Regions from separate parts of the Sus scrofa genome. Here regions 2, 3 and 4 are each linked to region 1. The links are chromatin contacts, called in public Hi-C and promoter capture Hi-C maps. All regions are on one chromosome and are shown on one strand. The core of a region is the stretch at or near the end of the contact, and the rest is flanking DNA. Distances in the headings are between cores, read along the strand shown. Region 1 overlaps LOC102162488 (a long non-coding RNA gene). Region 2 has its middle 41 kb from the start of NPR3. Region 3 overlaps NPR3 (atrial natriuretic peptide receptor 3). Region 4 holds the start of NPR3 (atrial natriuretic peptide receptor 3).

The links. Promoter capture Hi-C pulls out the DNA fragments that hold promoters and counts their contacts. A called contact is a pair of places that touch in the nucleus more often than the background predicts.
Region 2: a contact with region 1 is called in a Hi-C map of liver, with 5 times the contacts expected there. The contact joins two enhancer-like sites. A contact is called at or near these places in 8 of 47 Hi-C or Micro-C datasets (adipocytes, heart right ventricle, liver and 2 more) and 2 of 2 datasets of contacts at active chromatin or transcription factors (alveolar macrophages and skeletal muscle).
Region 3: a contact with region 1 is called in a Hi-C map of liver, with 2.2 times the contacts expected there. The contact joins two enhancer-like sites. A contact is called at or near these places in 1 of 5 promoter capture datasets (liver), 3 of 47 Hi-C or Micro-C datasets (liver and skeletal muscle) and 1 of 2 datasets of contacts at active chromatin or transcription factors (alveolar macrophages).
Region 4: a promoter capture Hi-C map of liver shows a contact between it and region 1, with 4 times the contacts expected there. The contact joins the promoter of NPR3 here to the enhancer-like site in region 1. A contact is called at or near these places in 3 of 5 promoter capture datasets (fetal skeletal muscle and liver) and 7 of 47 Hi-C or Micro-C datasets (embryonic fibroblasts, liver, omental adipose tissue and 3 more).

The regions. Positions count from the first base shown.
Region 1 is chr16:19,030,938-19,034,352 of Sscrofa11.1, forward strand. The region is part of intron 2 of LOC102162488 (a long non-coding RNA gene); the gene reads right to left. Among named protein-coding and RNA genes, the nearest start is that of NPR3, 190 kb to the left of the region's middle. Within about 2 kb of position 1,609, at least 6 of the 83 cell types and tissues checked have an H3K27ac peak or open chromatin away from gene starts, as enhancers often do. A contact at or near this core is called in liver, where this site is marked.
Region 2 is chr16:18,799,103-18,802,526 of Sscrofa11.1, forward strand. No RefSeq gene overlaps it. Among named protein-coding and RNA genes, the nearest start is that of NPR3, 41 kb to the right of the region's middle. Within about 2 kb of position 1,754, at least 10 of the 83 cell types and tissues checked have an H3K27ac peak or open chromatin away from gene starts, as enhancers often do. A contact at or near this core is called in liver, where this site is marked.
Region 3 is chr16:18,902,294-18,905,567 of Sscrofa11.1, forward strand. All of the region lies in intron 3 of NPR3 (atrial natriuretic peptide receptor 3), which reads left to right. Among named protein-coding and RNA genes, the nearest start is that of NPR3, 62 kb to the left of the region's middle. Within about 2 kb of position 1,813, at least 10 of the 83 cell types and tissues checked have an H3K27ac peak or open chromatin away from gene starts, as enhancers often do. A contact at or near this core is called in liver, where this site is marked.
Region 4 is chr16:18,840,093-18,843,386 of Sscrofa11.1, forward strand. It overlaps NPR3 (atrial natriuretic peptide receptor 3), which reads left to right and starts at 1,448. Exons shown (of 8, transcript XM_021077060.1): 1 at 1,448-3,157. The coding sequence starts at 2,407.

The DNA.
Region 1 (3,415 bases), core at 359-2,858:
CGCATGCTTAGAATGATCCTATTTTGTAAAATAAAGCAGTTTGTATATTCCTACAAATAACAGGTAACATTTATTTAACTGTACAAAGTGGGTATCACTTAATCTTCAAAGTATCCTTACAATGTAGGCATTAGAATTACTCCTATTTTGCAAATGGGGAAACTGAAGAGAGGTTTAAGATCTTGGGCAAGGTTACACAGTTAGGAAATAATGGACTGGCAGTCAGACTATATGGCCTCCTGAATGTTTGTTATTAATTTCTGTGGTTGCTTGGAAGGACGGATAGGAAAGTGGACAATGTTCAGCACTGGTAAATTTGACTGCGGGTAGCTGGGGATGGGTTTAGGACAGGAGTGGAGGAGGTAGTGTCCGCTTTTCCCTCTGTCATTCTTTACTTTGTGTACTTTTCAATTATTTAAACTTTATTCTTCAAGGAGTATTTGTAACATTGTAATTTTTTAAAGAGAAAAGTCAACTACAGTGAGAGAGCAGTAATTCAGCCAGTTCCAACAGTCTGTCCTTGTGGCAGCTGCTGGTGCAAAGAAGTTGACCAGGAAGTAGCTCTGCCCAGTAAGCTAAGGGTTCAGGAACACCCGTGTGGCTTTGTGAAAATGAGGCTCCCACCTGTATTAGAAATGCTTTGTACCTCTTTTAACACCCAATCTGAGGTGTCCCGAAGGCTGAATAAATAGCTCATTTATCCGCAAAGCACCCTGTGAGTTCCCTGGTGTGGTCGGGGAGGGTGTGGAGTTGAGTGATGATAGCCCAAGATTAGCTCTTATGCACATTTCGGGATTCCAGCCCCTGGAGGGAAATCACTTAAGGTCTGTGCACCTCCAATCAGCATCAGCTAAAAGCATCATCTTCATAATAATAATTTCCAGCCTCAAAGGGATACTATTAATTAGCCTACATTTTTTAAAGTGCTTGGGAAGGCCAGATTGCTAAGTACTGAATGAATGGGAAGTTTTACCCAAATGGTCTAGCTGGCCGGTTCTGAGGAGGGAGGAGGTTAGGTGACTTGTAGCCAGTCACACGAGGAGGCTGAGAGCAGAAAGGAGAACAGAATGGTCACTGTCCTGGTGCTGAGTGCCCTCCTTTAACCACACTAGACCACGTTCCCTGCCTCCAGTAATTAGAAATTACTTCAGCACATAAACAGGTACTTTACAATGTTTTCTTTTTACAACGGACAGCACGTGTCTCCTTTCCACTAGGAGAGAGGAACCAGTTTTGGCTTCCCACTGTCCCCACCTCCTTTAGAGCTCAGCCCCATAGGCAGAGAGAACAGCAGTCGCACAGGAACATCTGCTCTGACCAAGGCCCCCTTCCAGTGGCTGAGGCTGAAAAGGAGCTGATAAAATGGCCTCCTTCAACGGAAATCACTGCTGTGTTTGAAGGACCTTGGGTCTCAGCCACTGGTCACAGTGCCCTCCCCCTCTTCTCTCTCCCATTACTTCCATCAACACGTTTAAGAAAATTCTTCACAGAAAGTCTTATTATTGACATGGATACTCTTGCTCAGAACACCCTTACCATATACTACTCCACACAGGGGTGAGTGATAACAACTCGGTTTGTTTCATCAGCTCCTGGTTTATGGGGCAGTTTATATTGAGGGAGTGGCTGTCCGAGTTGGTTCTGCAGCTGACAGAAATATATGTGTATTGATGTGAGTCCTTCTCACTGCTCTAGTCTGAAGGCTCAAGAGTTCCTTGTGACACTACCAAAGGCAAACTGTTGGAACTTTTATGCTTGGATTTCATTTCATAAAACTAGAATGATAATGCACGTTCTCAGTCTCTAAATATCTGACTGGGCAAATGTCCACATTATCACTAGGCAGAATTCTGGACGAACCTCTGCTGCTGCTCTGTCTCACAGTGCTAGAGAGGGCACAGATTTGGAGACTAGTCCCCAGGCAGCTGGCTACATGCCCTGACCCTAAATGTCATCAGCTTATTTCTTGAATGTTTACTTCTCTTGTTTGTAAAATCATGTCCCTCATAGCATCCATGTCATGACTTATATTCATGAATATGTCTAAAATAGAAGCATGATTATAAAGTAGTGGATTATTTCTTTAAACAAATGTTACAGAATGTACTCATCTAAATGTGTGTTGTCCCTTTCAAAGTAATCACTTCTGAAAGTTGTACACACATTCCCAAAATGGTAATATTATGTAACATATTTGAGAAATTCTTCTTTGGAATTGCCTGAGGGATAGTTTGCAAAAACAAAGGAAGATAAAATTTTTCTTAGCTTAAATGCAACACATATTGAAAGCTTTGATTTTTGCCTTTTTGTATTGTTTTCTGAATTCTGACTTATAATTCTAAAACCTAGAGATAACCATATTTCTTTCTAGTCTTTTTTTTTTTTTCTCTGAGATGTGGCCTAATGAATAGACTCAGAGGTAATGAATCTTCTTTTTTCTGAGGGTAATTTTAAGCTTTGGAATCTAATTCCATTTCATTTAATTCAGTGAATATTTATTGAGTGACTCTGCATGCAAGAAGCTAAGTGGAAATAAAAAGATCAACAAGATGAGTTCAGATTGACTTTTTAAAGAAGCTATTAAATGGTTCAGAAGGTGATGTTAAACAGAATTACAAAACATATTTTGAACAATTGCAACATCATTGCAACAGGTGTGTAGCGTCCCAAGAGGACACACTGAAGTGGGCAGTACAAATAGTTGTGCAATGTCTGGAATGTTTAAAAAAAATGAACATGGCCCACATGATATGCCAAATAAAACTATTTGGGGCAACCAGGAGCAGCCACCACATTTCAGAACTAGAACCAGCCTAGAAAGGTGAAAAATAGGTAAGGTGACCCTATATCCCAGTTTGCCTGGGATAGTTTTGGTTTACATACGTGGTCTTGATATTATTAGTAACAGTGCCCCCTTTACTCTCTGAGGAACACCGCCTTGGAGGATAAGTTAATGACCACCCCCAAAACAGAGATATTTACTATTTGTGCCTTTCTCTTGTATCCTCTAGCCCCAGGGGCAATACTCTATAGTTAGTTTAGTTAGTTGGTTGGGACTGATTTTGGTCCTTCTTTTTCCTTTACCACCATCAATTAAAATTTACACTAGCTAATTTCTTTAAGAAATACAAAGAGCTAACAATATTCAACCTCAACTTTTTAATCAAAAGCAGATTTAAACAATGAGTCACACATAAGGAAAGTCAGTAAGATTGTAGTGAGATGAATACTTTGTGAGAAGGTGAAATTTATATTAAACCCCAAAAGATAATTTAGTCATAGGTCTCATGTGGCAGTTAAGACAGTGGAATTTGGAGCCAGACTCTTCTGAGAGTGAACCCTGGCTCCTCTGCTTACCAACACTACAAACCCGGGGAGTTCTTTACTGGTGCCCCAGTTTCCTCACCAGTAAAAT
Region 2 (3,424 bases), core at 504-3,003, 230 kb before region 1:
TTTAAACTGTGAAAAGGAGAGAGCAGCAGACAGAAAGTATGTTCTACGAATTCAAAACTGCAAAAAAAATGGCCGTATCTTAAAGTTCCAATCTTTTTAACCATCTGTATTACTAGATTGTATTTTCTATGTGTTTTTGATTCAGATACTTCAAGAAAAGAAATGGTTTATTTGCATTTCAAATTCCTGGGTTATGTCTTAGTTATGACTCAGATGTTCTGCTGATTGTCTTAAGACTGCTGTTTTATAATCTTTTTCTGACACAATGCCAGGAATGTTGAAAAAATAAAAAACACCCACACAGCAGATTGAGAAACTTGAGGCAAACTGAGGCAAACCTCAACCAAATGTGAAAACTAGCAGTTTTCATGAGATATTTCAAATGGCTGGCTGTTTCTCATAGTTCAATATGTAAGCCAACATTTATTGAGTGGCTATTGCAGAACCTCTATTAAGGGCCCTGGGTGTGGGCTGTAAGGATAAATTCAACACTCTCATTCCTGCCCTCAGCAAATCTGAAATTCAGAAATACCGTCATTGATATTTTCAGAAATCAACGAATAATGACTGAGGGTCTTGCATATTCCAGGCAACATGCTAAGCCTTTGATCATCTTTACACGCTGCAGACAGGAACACAGAGCTTACTGAGTCATACTGTAAAAAACCACTAGGGCGTTTACAGACATAAGAATTTGTGTATGGATACAAGAAATGCTGTTAAGCCATCTTTCGATCATGGAATGCCTTTCCCTGGGAAGCCCTGGTGAATGCACCGCCCTTGGTCCAAACCAACAGCAAGTTTGTTGATGCCTCTTTCCCCGGGTGGTCAGTCCTTGGAGAACCTACATTATCCTGTGAAGACATTAAGGTTTTTTTTGTTTTTTTTTTAAGGTTTTTAAGTGAAAATTTTTTTCTAGTATGTCTCTTGGCATCTTCTTTTCTTTCTTTTTTCTTTCTTTCTTTCTTTCTTTCTTTCTTTTCTTTTTTCTTTTTTTAAACTCTTATTTCTGTGAAGACATTAAGTTTTAACAGGTACCTCAGCAAAGAGCAAGACTTGTTCCAAGAGTCAGGGCCTTTGCCTTCTGGACTGGTCTGCTTGGGCTGCTACGGCAAAGTGCGCCACACCGGGGGACTTAAACCACAGAAATTGATTTTTCTTCACTGTTCTGGTTCAGTCCATAACAACTTCTTTTATTTTTCATATCAGATCATGTCATCTAGGAAACAATGGTGTCTGTAAGTAATTGGCCTATACTCCCGATTTTTCTTTTCTTCATTTTTCTTTTTGGCCTCACTTGCAGCATGCAGAAATTCCCGTGCCAGGGATCGGACCCACACCACAGCAGCCACCAAAGCCACTGCAGTAGCAATGCTGGATCCTTAACCCACTGAGCCACAAGAGAACCTCCCTCCCCACCCCCAACTTTGTAACAACAACAAAACTGCACACAATGACCAGATCCCTCAAGGTGAAATTTGGGAAGAGAAATTCCTGGAGAGGAGGAACAGCTGTGTCCTATGGCCCTAAATTCCACTGTCCTGTGTGTGTGTGTGTGTGTGGGGGGGGTCTCTCTTGTGTACTTTGCCAAGGCCTGTACCCTGGTGGGGTAGGAGTGAGAGTGGGGCATATCGTTTCCTCTTTAACAAAACTGGCCTAAACGGAGAAGCGTGACCCTTCCACTCACACCTGAGAGCAGCTGAGCCAAGGTTATGCCACTCGAGAGAGGATTTCCCAAGAGCTAGGACGTGACAAAAGGCAGAGAACAGGAAGCGCACTAGCCCTTTGGCCAGATTATCTCTGTTTAGGGTCCACTGGAGTGAGCTGCCTTGCTGCCTAGCTCCTGGGGGGGTTAAAGGCACCTAACTCTTCAAGTCCAATCCCAAGGGAGAATTCTAAGCTCCTTTATTCTAGCTCCCCTCCTTGCCCTCGGCCCCCACCAAGCTGGTTCCCCCAGCAGTGGTCACCCCTCTGCAGAGGAAGGACGTCTCGAGGCGGAATCCCAACGTGACCCCCACGTCAGGAGGCCCCTCAGCATTTCGTAACAGGGTGACCCTTTGCCGGGAGTTGTCACCCCTGCGTCTCTGTGGATGTGGCTCCGTGGCGAGTCAGCTTTATCTCCCCAGGGCTCCAGGCTAAGCACCACGATGTGCCAGGCACACTTTCCAGACTACATGGCTCAGAGTCAGTGCTCTATCTGGGTTCTAGATGGTCTCTGTTTCACTTCATCTCTTCACTCTTGCCTCATCCCTCCTTCCAAGTGACAGCCATCTCATGTGCCCCATACAGAAGTCAAGAGGGATGAGACCAAATAATTTTATCAGATCCTGCATGGAGAGTTTATTTTTCATAATTACTAAACAACCTTGGACAATATGGAAATTCACTCTAAAGTCCCTATAAGTGCCCCCAGAGTTGCACAGCAATCATGAAAGGACTAAACACAGACATAAGTAGATGTTATACGCATCTAATCTGTGCAACGCTGTTAAAAAAATGCTGTTAAAAAAATGCTGTTTTTCATACATGCATTTTAGCTACCGAGTGAGATTTGATAGGAAAGGTCTAGTAAAGGAGAATTTTAGCAGCAAACAACAAAGGTTTCCTTTGCTTTCCTGAATCAGTTGTTCTCAGCCTTCCGCTATCCCTCTTCAAAGCAGGTCCCTGGGCTGAGGTCTGGGAGATGGTGCTAATTTCCGACTCAGCTCCTGCCTCTTAGTGCACAAGAGTCTTCTTTGAGCATATCCTTGAAGAACTTAAACCCACTTACTCCCTTATGGAAACTTAGAGCACTGTATTGTGCTGTTAGTTGAGACAAATATCCAAAAAGAGTGTGTTTTTTCTGTTTGTTTTTTTATTGGTGGTGGTGGTTGGTTTGTTTAAACAGACAACCATAGAAAAGGTCAGGAAGACAGACTCAATTTTTTTTTTTTTTTGAAAAAGTTTAATTTCCGTGTTTCCAGTTTTGAGTATTTGGGCCTGGTGATAGCTATTAGTGAAACCTTTCCAATGCACTGATGTCCTTGAATTAAAACAAGCTTCTTGCAGTTCCAGCTGTGGCTCAGTTGGTTAAGAATTCGACTAGTACCCATGAGGGTGTGGTTTTGATCCCTGGCCTTGCTTGGTGGGTTAAGGACCTGGTGTTGCTGCGAGCTGTAGTGTAGGTCTCAGACGCGGCTCCAATCTGGCATTGCTGTGGCTGTGGCTGGGGTGTAGCTTGGAAGCTGCAGCTCGGATTGGATTCCTAGCCTGGGAACTTCCATATGCTGCAAGTTTGGCAGGTCATTTTTGTGGCTTGGGCTGCAGCTGTGGCTCAGGTTCGATCCCTGGCCCGGGAACTTTTAAATGCTACGGGCATGGCCAAAGAGCAAACAAACAAACCAGCAAAGAGAAACAAGCTTCTCAATCATTCATACATACAGTA
Region 3 (3,274 bases), core at 563-3,062, 130 kb before region 1:
GAGCTGACTGGAGCAGGGTGGAAGGTGGATCTGGAGGGGGTAACTTGAGAACATCCAGCAAAGCTGAGTAGGAGAATGAGACAAGGCCCTTGGGGAGGGTACTCTAAGCCCAGGGGCTAATGTGTCAAGGTACCTCGTGGCACGCTCAGAGAATCCAAGAGATTTTGTAAGGAGGAGGGCACAGAGTTTTATTTAGGGATGTGGCTAATAATAGAGCGTGTTCTTCACCTCCTGAAGCATTTAGACTTAGTGCTCTAGCTGTTGAGAACCCTGGAGGTCACCGGTAGGAAGGGCTGGATGAGGAGATGCACAAGACTCAGCAGCCAGGGAAGGAGGCGTTTCAGGATGGGAGGAGGGTCCCGGCATAAAGAGGAAGGATGATCCAGAAACATGGAAGCCTGGGGTCAGCATTGTGTGAACAGCGCCGTATACACTCTGCAGTAGCCATGGAGCCCACTGGACTGTTCGTTGTCACAGCCTTCATACAGAGAAGCACGGTAGGTTAATCACATTTAGCAGATTTCTGTCAAGGCAGGAACATACGTGGCTCCTTTCAGAAGGACTTCCATCTAAGGTGTTTATTTTTATTTTTTATTTTTTTTGCCATTTCTTGGGCTGCTCCCTCGGCATATGGAGGTTCCCAGGCTAGGGGTCGAATCGGAGCTGCAGCCACCGGCCTACGCCAGAGCCACAGCAACGCGGGATCCGAGCCGCGTCTGCGACCTACACCACAGCTCACGGCAACGCTGGATCCTTAACCCACTGAGCGAGGCCAGGGATTAAACCCACAACCCCATGGTTCCTAGTCAGATTCGTCAACCACTGCGCCATGACGGGAACTAAAGTGTTTATATTATACAAAAAGTTTTGATACTTAGAGAAATAATATTTAAGAATCTGGAATATTTGCTTGTATGAAACATCTCCCCCTGCCCCCGACAAGTCTGGGTACATGAAGCTTTGTTACATTTATTAGTAATTATTAAGGTTACTATTATTAGCAAGAATCAAGGTCATATAGAATAAAGACCCTCCTAAACCAAAGCCGTCATGTTTCATATTGAGCGCTGGTTAGAAAACATCAAATAGGTAGATCTTTTATTACCACCCTTGGTTGCTGGTGTGTTTGGAGCGCACGGGTCTCTGAGCAGGACCCTCAGCCTTCACGTCCAGCTTGTTTGGATGCTCATTTGGTTTAGTACGCGTTTTAACTCACAGCTGGGGCACAGTCAACTTTATTAATTAATTTATTTTGCTGTCGTGGGCATCATTCCACTTTAATATTTTTGAAACAGTCTCAAACTTAGAGAAATTTCAACACCGAAAAATTTTTTTCCTGAATTACTTCAGAGTTAAGTGACCATTTCAGAGTAAGTGACTAACTTGTTGACTCATCACCTCCCAATATTTTAGTATCTATTTCCTACAAACAAAGCTCTTCTCTCATATCACCACGATCAGTCATCAAACCCAGGAAGTTAATACTGATATGTGACTATTGTCTACTGTATCCTTGGATTTCAGTTGTTTTGCCATTTGTCTAAGGTCCTTTCCAGCAAAAAGATCCACTTCAGAATCATGTCTTGCATTTAGTTGTCACGTCTTTAGTATCCTTCAGTCTAGAGCAGTTCCTCATCTTTTCCTTGATTTTCATGACCTTGACATATTCAGTTTCTGCCCAGTTGTTTAGTAGAATATCCCTCAATGTCAGTTTGTTGATGTTTCCTCATGCTTATCTTCAGACTACCCCTCTTTGGCAGGAATATCATGGAAATAAAGGTTCAAGGTCAACTTTGGCTGAGTCTGAAATCTGGATTCGCTTGATCTGAGTCATGCTGTGTTAGCTGCTGGTTTAAATATTTGCTTGAGAGATGAGGAGCAATTAGCATGTTGCTTCATGTTCCTTGTCCTCTTTTCTTCTTCCACCTTCTGCTCTCTCAGCCCATCTCCAGGTAGAGGTTCTGTCCTTCTCTGACATTGAAGTACACTGTCAATCTTAGTCTTCTCTTTTATAGACCCTCGTTGGTTTTTCCAAACTATGTACTCCATTCGTAGAGCTACTCAAAGTACCAGCCAGTTGGAACAGAAACCAGAGCACAGAGCTGCCTTCCAGTATCAGCTGGCTGAACATATGCGCCAGTAGGATAGATGTTTTAACGAGGCAGGCCTGGTTTGGACCTCTACTTTAGAACCTGCCCACCCAACACTTTCTGGCATTTTGATGCCATCCGCTGACTAAGATCTTTCTGTTTAGGATGTTAATCAGAATCTCTTTCATAGGATAATAACAGTTCCCATCTATGCAAATTTGGGAAGGACTAAACACAGTAGAATGTAAATTCTGTTAAGTTCAGCTCTAGAATGTAGAAGATGTTCAATAGAATTTAGCTGCCAGTTGTTACCTGCAAGTAAAGAGAATTGCTTGACTTTGCTCAATCTAGCATTTTGTAAACTTGTTAAACCACAGCAGTACTATTTCTAGAGCCCTCTGTTAACATTTTAAGGAATGCTGCTGCTTATTTTAAAGAATCCAGCTGGGGAAGCTCTGAATTAAGACCTGAACAGAATTCAGCTGCTGACTGTTCACAGTGAGTGAATAAATCAGGGATGCTTGCACTAGGAGTTGGGGTTCTGGATCTTAGCTTAGTCCTTACCGCACCTTGAAACTGCTTGAATAAAAAGGGAGAGGTTTCATTTTAAGACACAAGACAGACGTGAAGAAAGTCATCTTTGTACAAAGCCTGGAGTTTGCTCATCTCTTCCTTGCAATCACATCCCCAGGTGACTCAGTTCAGGGGGAGCTACCTGAAGGTCTCAGGACCAGCTTTAAAGGATGTCACCCAGTTGGAGAAATTAGAATTTACATGCTCCTTCTGACTTTGGTCTTTCAGAAGTAATGCAGCCAGAAGTTGTCCTCCTGTGTTCCCTGGTCTCCGTCTCCCTCTGTCTTGGGGCTGCCTCACTGCCCAGCAGAGCGTACAGGGTGCCTGCTGCCTGCCTTTGCCCTTCCCCCTTTGGGCTTTGGTGTCTGTGTTTACTTGACACTGTGCCTGACGGGAACACAGACCCCTGGGATATGAGGTCAGCGAGTGTCCAGAACATTCTGTGGGGGTCAGGTCGCCAAGCTTTCCAGAGCCACATCCGGTCAGGCACTGGTGGGACATCAAGGTCAAGGGCAGATATTGCTCACTTGATCACCTGAAAGCCAGGGATGATTATGTCATTATGTATGAGCATTTCTCAACTAAGCCTTCAAGAGTGTTGGGTGATGAGA
Region 4 (3,294 bases), core at 198-2,697, 190 kb before region 1:
CGAAATCCATTAAGACCCTTGGAATTCGGGATTTAGCTTGTTGTTCTCTCTCTCTCCCCCTCCCTTCTTCCTAGGAATTCAGGGGGGATTTAGTCGCTGTGAAGCTCTAAATCTCAATTTCCAGTGTGTGGGGGGTACCCGTTTTGGGGGGGAAATAAAATTGTATACAGATGCCTCGTGTGCTACTGGCTAGCAGGTCTAGTAACATGAATGAAGGTTTTCGCTGGAATTATAAGGTCCTACTTGAAGATTCAGGGACCACAGAGCATTATCTGAAATCTAAATGCCCCGAGGATGAAACGTTACTCAGCTACATTTACAGTGTCAGAAAGAGCGATAAGGAGGGTGATGTTAAGAGTGGCGAGCACTGATGCCTGAAGTTGCTACATCTCCGGAAACCCCAATTTACCGTTTCACCGTCACAAATGAGAGCGATGGCTCTTTGAGATCCCGGCGTTAAATAAAGCAAAACAAAACAAAACCCAAAACAAACTCAGCGCCTGGGGAGGTGGCAACCGGGGTAGACGGCGGCTGCAAGTTTCTGCCGAAAGAGGGCGTTGGTCTAAGACTAAGAGAAGTTTATGGACAAGAACGCCCAGTCAAATGAAAGACCATTTTAAAATACTTTCAATTTATTTTAATTCGCGGGACCTAAGTGGTGGAATTCACCCTTCCAAAGTAGCAGGTTCACATTGCAAATGACCTCGGTGAAATGTTAACCAGGTTCAGAGGGTCAAGTTCCTCTAGGTCCTGCCCTGCAGCGCAGCGCACTCCGGCGAGGCTCTTCTGGTCACTGACTTCTTCAAGGCCGTTTCCATCCTCGTCTCCAACACTGCTGTGGCTGGGACCAGTGGCGTGACTGGGTCTCGGACGCAGGACCTTTCTCGGCCTTGGAGAACCTAGAGCACAGGTTCTCGCGAGCCGCGGAAGAAAAGCGGTGGGATTTCCCAGCGCAAGGACTGGAGCGGAGGACGCGACTCCACCCAGGGGCCTTCGGGAAAAAGCTTTCGGAAGAAGGTCTCTTTATGTAGTTACCTGGTTTAGCAAACAAAGCCCAAGGATGCCTTGGAGATGCTTTTCAAGCCTTCTGCCACCTCCAGGCGAAAAAGTGTTCTCTCGCCTTTGGGAGCAACAAGTTTCGCTTTTCTGCTCGAAGCGCGCCAGCGGAGGTGTTCGGTGCGCGGGGAACACTGGGTGCGTGGGGAACGCTGGATGCGCCGCAGCACTTCGGCTCCGGCGCGAACCCGGGCTGCCCAGGGGGAGGAGGCCGGCGGGGGGCGGGGGAGGACGCCGGGGCTAGCAAGGCGTTCCAGGTCCGCGACCTAGACGTCTGCATCGGTGCCTTGGTCCTTGTTCCCTGACCTTGAGCCAGGGGGGCTGGGAAGGTCGACTGCCCGCCCCGAGTCGCTTCGGGAGGGAGTGTGGCTGGAGTGAGAGAGAGGTGAGAGCTTTTTTTTTTTTTTTTTGCAACGAAACCACTAATTTCTAGGACCACCCCATTCCTCTTTTTTATTTTTTTTTTTTGCACGTTATGTGTGTGCCTGCGCGCGTTTCTTTACTTTCAAACACATTTCCATTTTTAAAGGCCGGAGCTGAAGAGAGGGCTGCCGCACGCGGGGCAAGGGAGTGGCGGGGACCCTGGTGGCAGTGTGGAGCGGTGGGGGCTCCTGCTGGTGCAGACGTGGGCGACTGCGGCTTTAAGGAAAAGGCCGAGGTCTGACGGGGAGTGGGAGTTAGGGACAGGGGAGGGGTGGGAAGAGTAGGGGTGCGGGGAGGAGCCCTGATGTAAGAATGTTAATGAGAGGCTCCCCAGCCCAGCCCCCACCACTCCCCACTCCCACCCTCCCCACCGGTTGGAAATACAAGCCCAGCCTCGGCGCGCCTTGTGTGGTAACACGCTCCGCCGCTGCCACGCTATTTAAACTCGGGTTATGGATCCAGGAACCGGCGCGAATCAATGAGATCAAACGCGAGGGAGATGCACCGTCAATTACAAGCACCTGGACAAGTCTAACTTTTTCTTCTTTTACAAATACGCTTTCAAAAGAAACCTTAGCAACGCCCAAATAAGAAGCCACCTCTAAGCAAAATAGTATATATAAAGGGAGGGCGAATATATATATATATATTTATAAAAAGTATATTTATAATATAGCTGTATAGGTTTACACCCGGTGAACTTTTTCTTTTCCTTTCTTCTTTTTTCTTTTTTTTAAACGAGTGGCATTGCAAAGGAGGACTCTTCCTCTCTATCTTTTGGCGAGTTAGTGAAGGGGGTATTCTATTTTCTTAGAGCGCCCAAGGGGGCGCAGGGACCTCGGAGAGTAGAGTGGGGAGGAAAGAGGAAGGGTGGGTGGGGGGCAGAGAGCGAGTCCGCAGCGAGGGCAGGCGCTTTCCTGCGGCACGATGCCTTCCCTGCTGGTGCTCACTTTCTCCGCGTGCGTACTGCTCGACTGGGCGTTGCTGGTCGGCTGCACGGGTGGCGGTGTTGGCGGGGGCCCGGGCGGCGGGCGCCGGGAGAGAGAGGCGCTGCCGCCGCAGAAGATCGAGGTGCTGGTGCTGTTGCCCCAGGACGACTCGTACCTGTTTTCCCTGGCCCGGGTGCGGCCGGCCATCGAATATGCACTGCGCAGCGTGGAGGGAAACGGGACCGGGCGGCGGCTTCTGCCACCAGGCACTCGCTTCCAGGTGGCCTACGAAGACTCGGACTGCGGCAACCGCGCACTCTTCAGCCTGGTGGACCGCGTGGCGGCGGCGCGGGGCGCCAAGCCCGACCTCATCCTGGGGCCGGTGTGCGAGTATGCGGCTGCACCGGTAGCCCGGCTTGCGTCCCACTGGGATCTGCCCATGCTGTCAGCCGGGGCACTCGCAGCCGGCTTCCAGCATAAGGACACCGAGTACTCGCACCTCACGCGCGTGGCGCCAGCGTACGCAAAGATGGGAGAGATGATGCTTGCCCTGTTCCGTCACCACCAGTGGAGCCGCGCCGTGCTGGTTTACAGCGACGACAAGCTGGAGCGGAACTGCTTCTTCACCCTCGAGGGGGTCCATGAGGTCTTCCAGGAGGAGGGCTTGCACACGTCCGTCTACAATTTCGATGAGACCAAAGGCTTGGATCTGGACGACATCGTGCGTTACATCCAGGCCAATGAGCGAGGTGAGCAGAAGTGCGCCCCGGGGCCCCCCAGCCCTAACTCAACCACTCTGCTCGGCTCTCCCTACATGCCCCTCCGCGCCTCTGGGACCCCACTACCCTCTACGGCACTGAACACCTGGAGAGGGCGCGTGCACGGA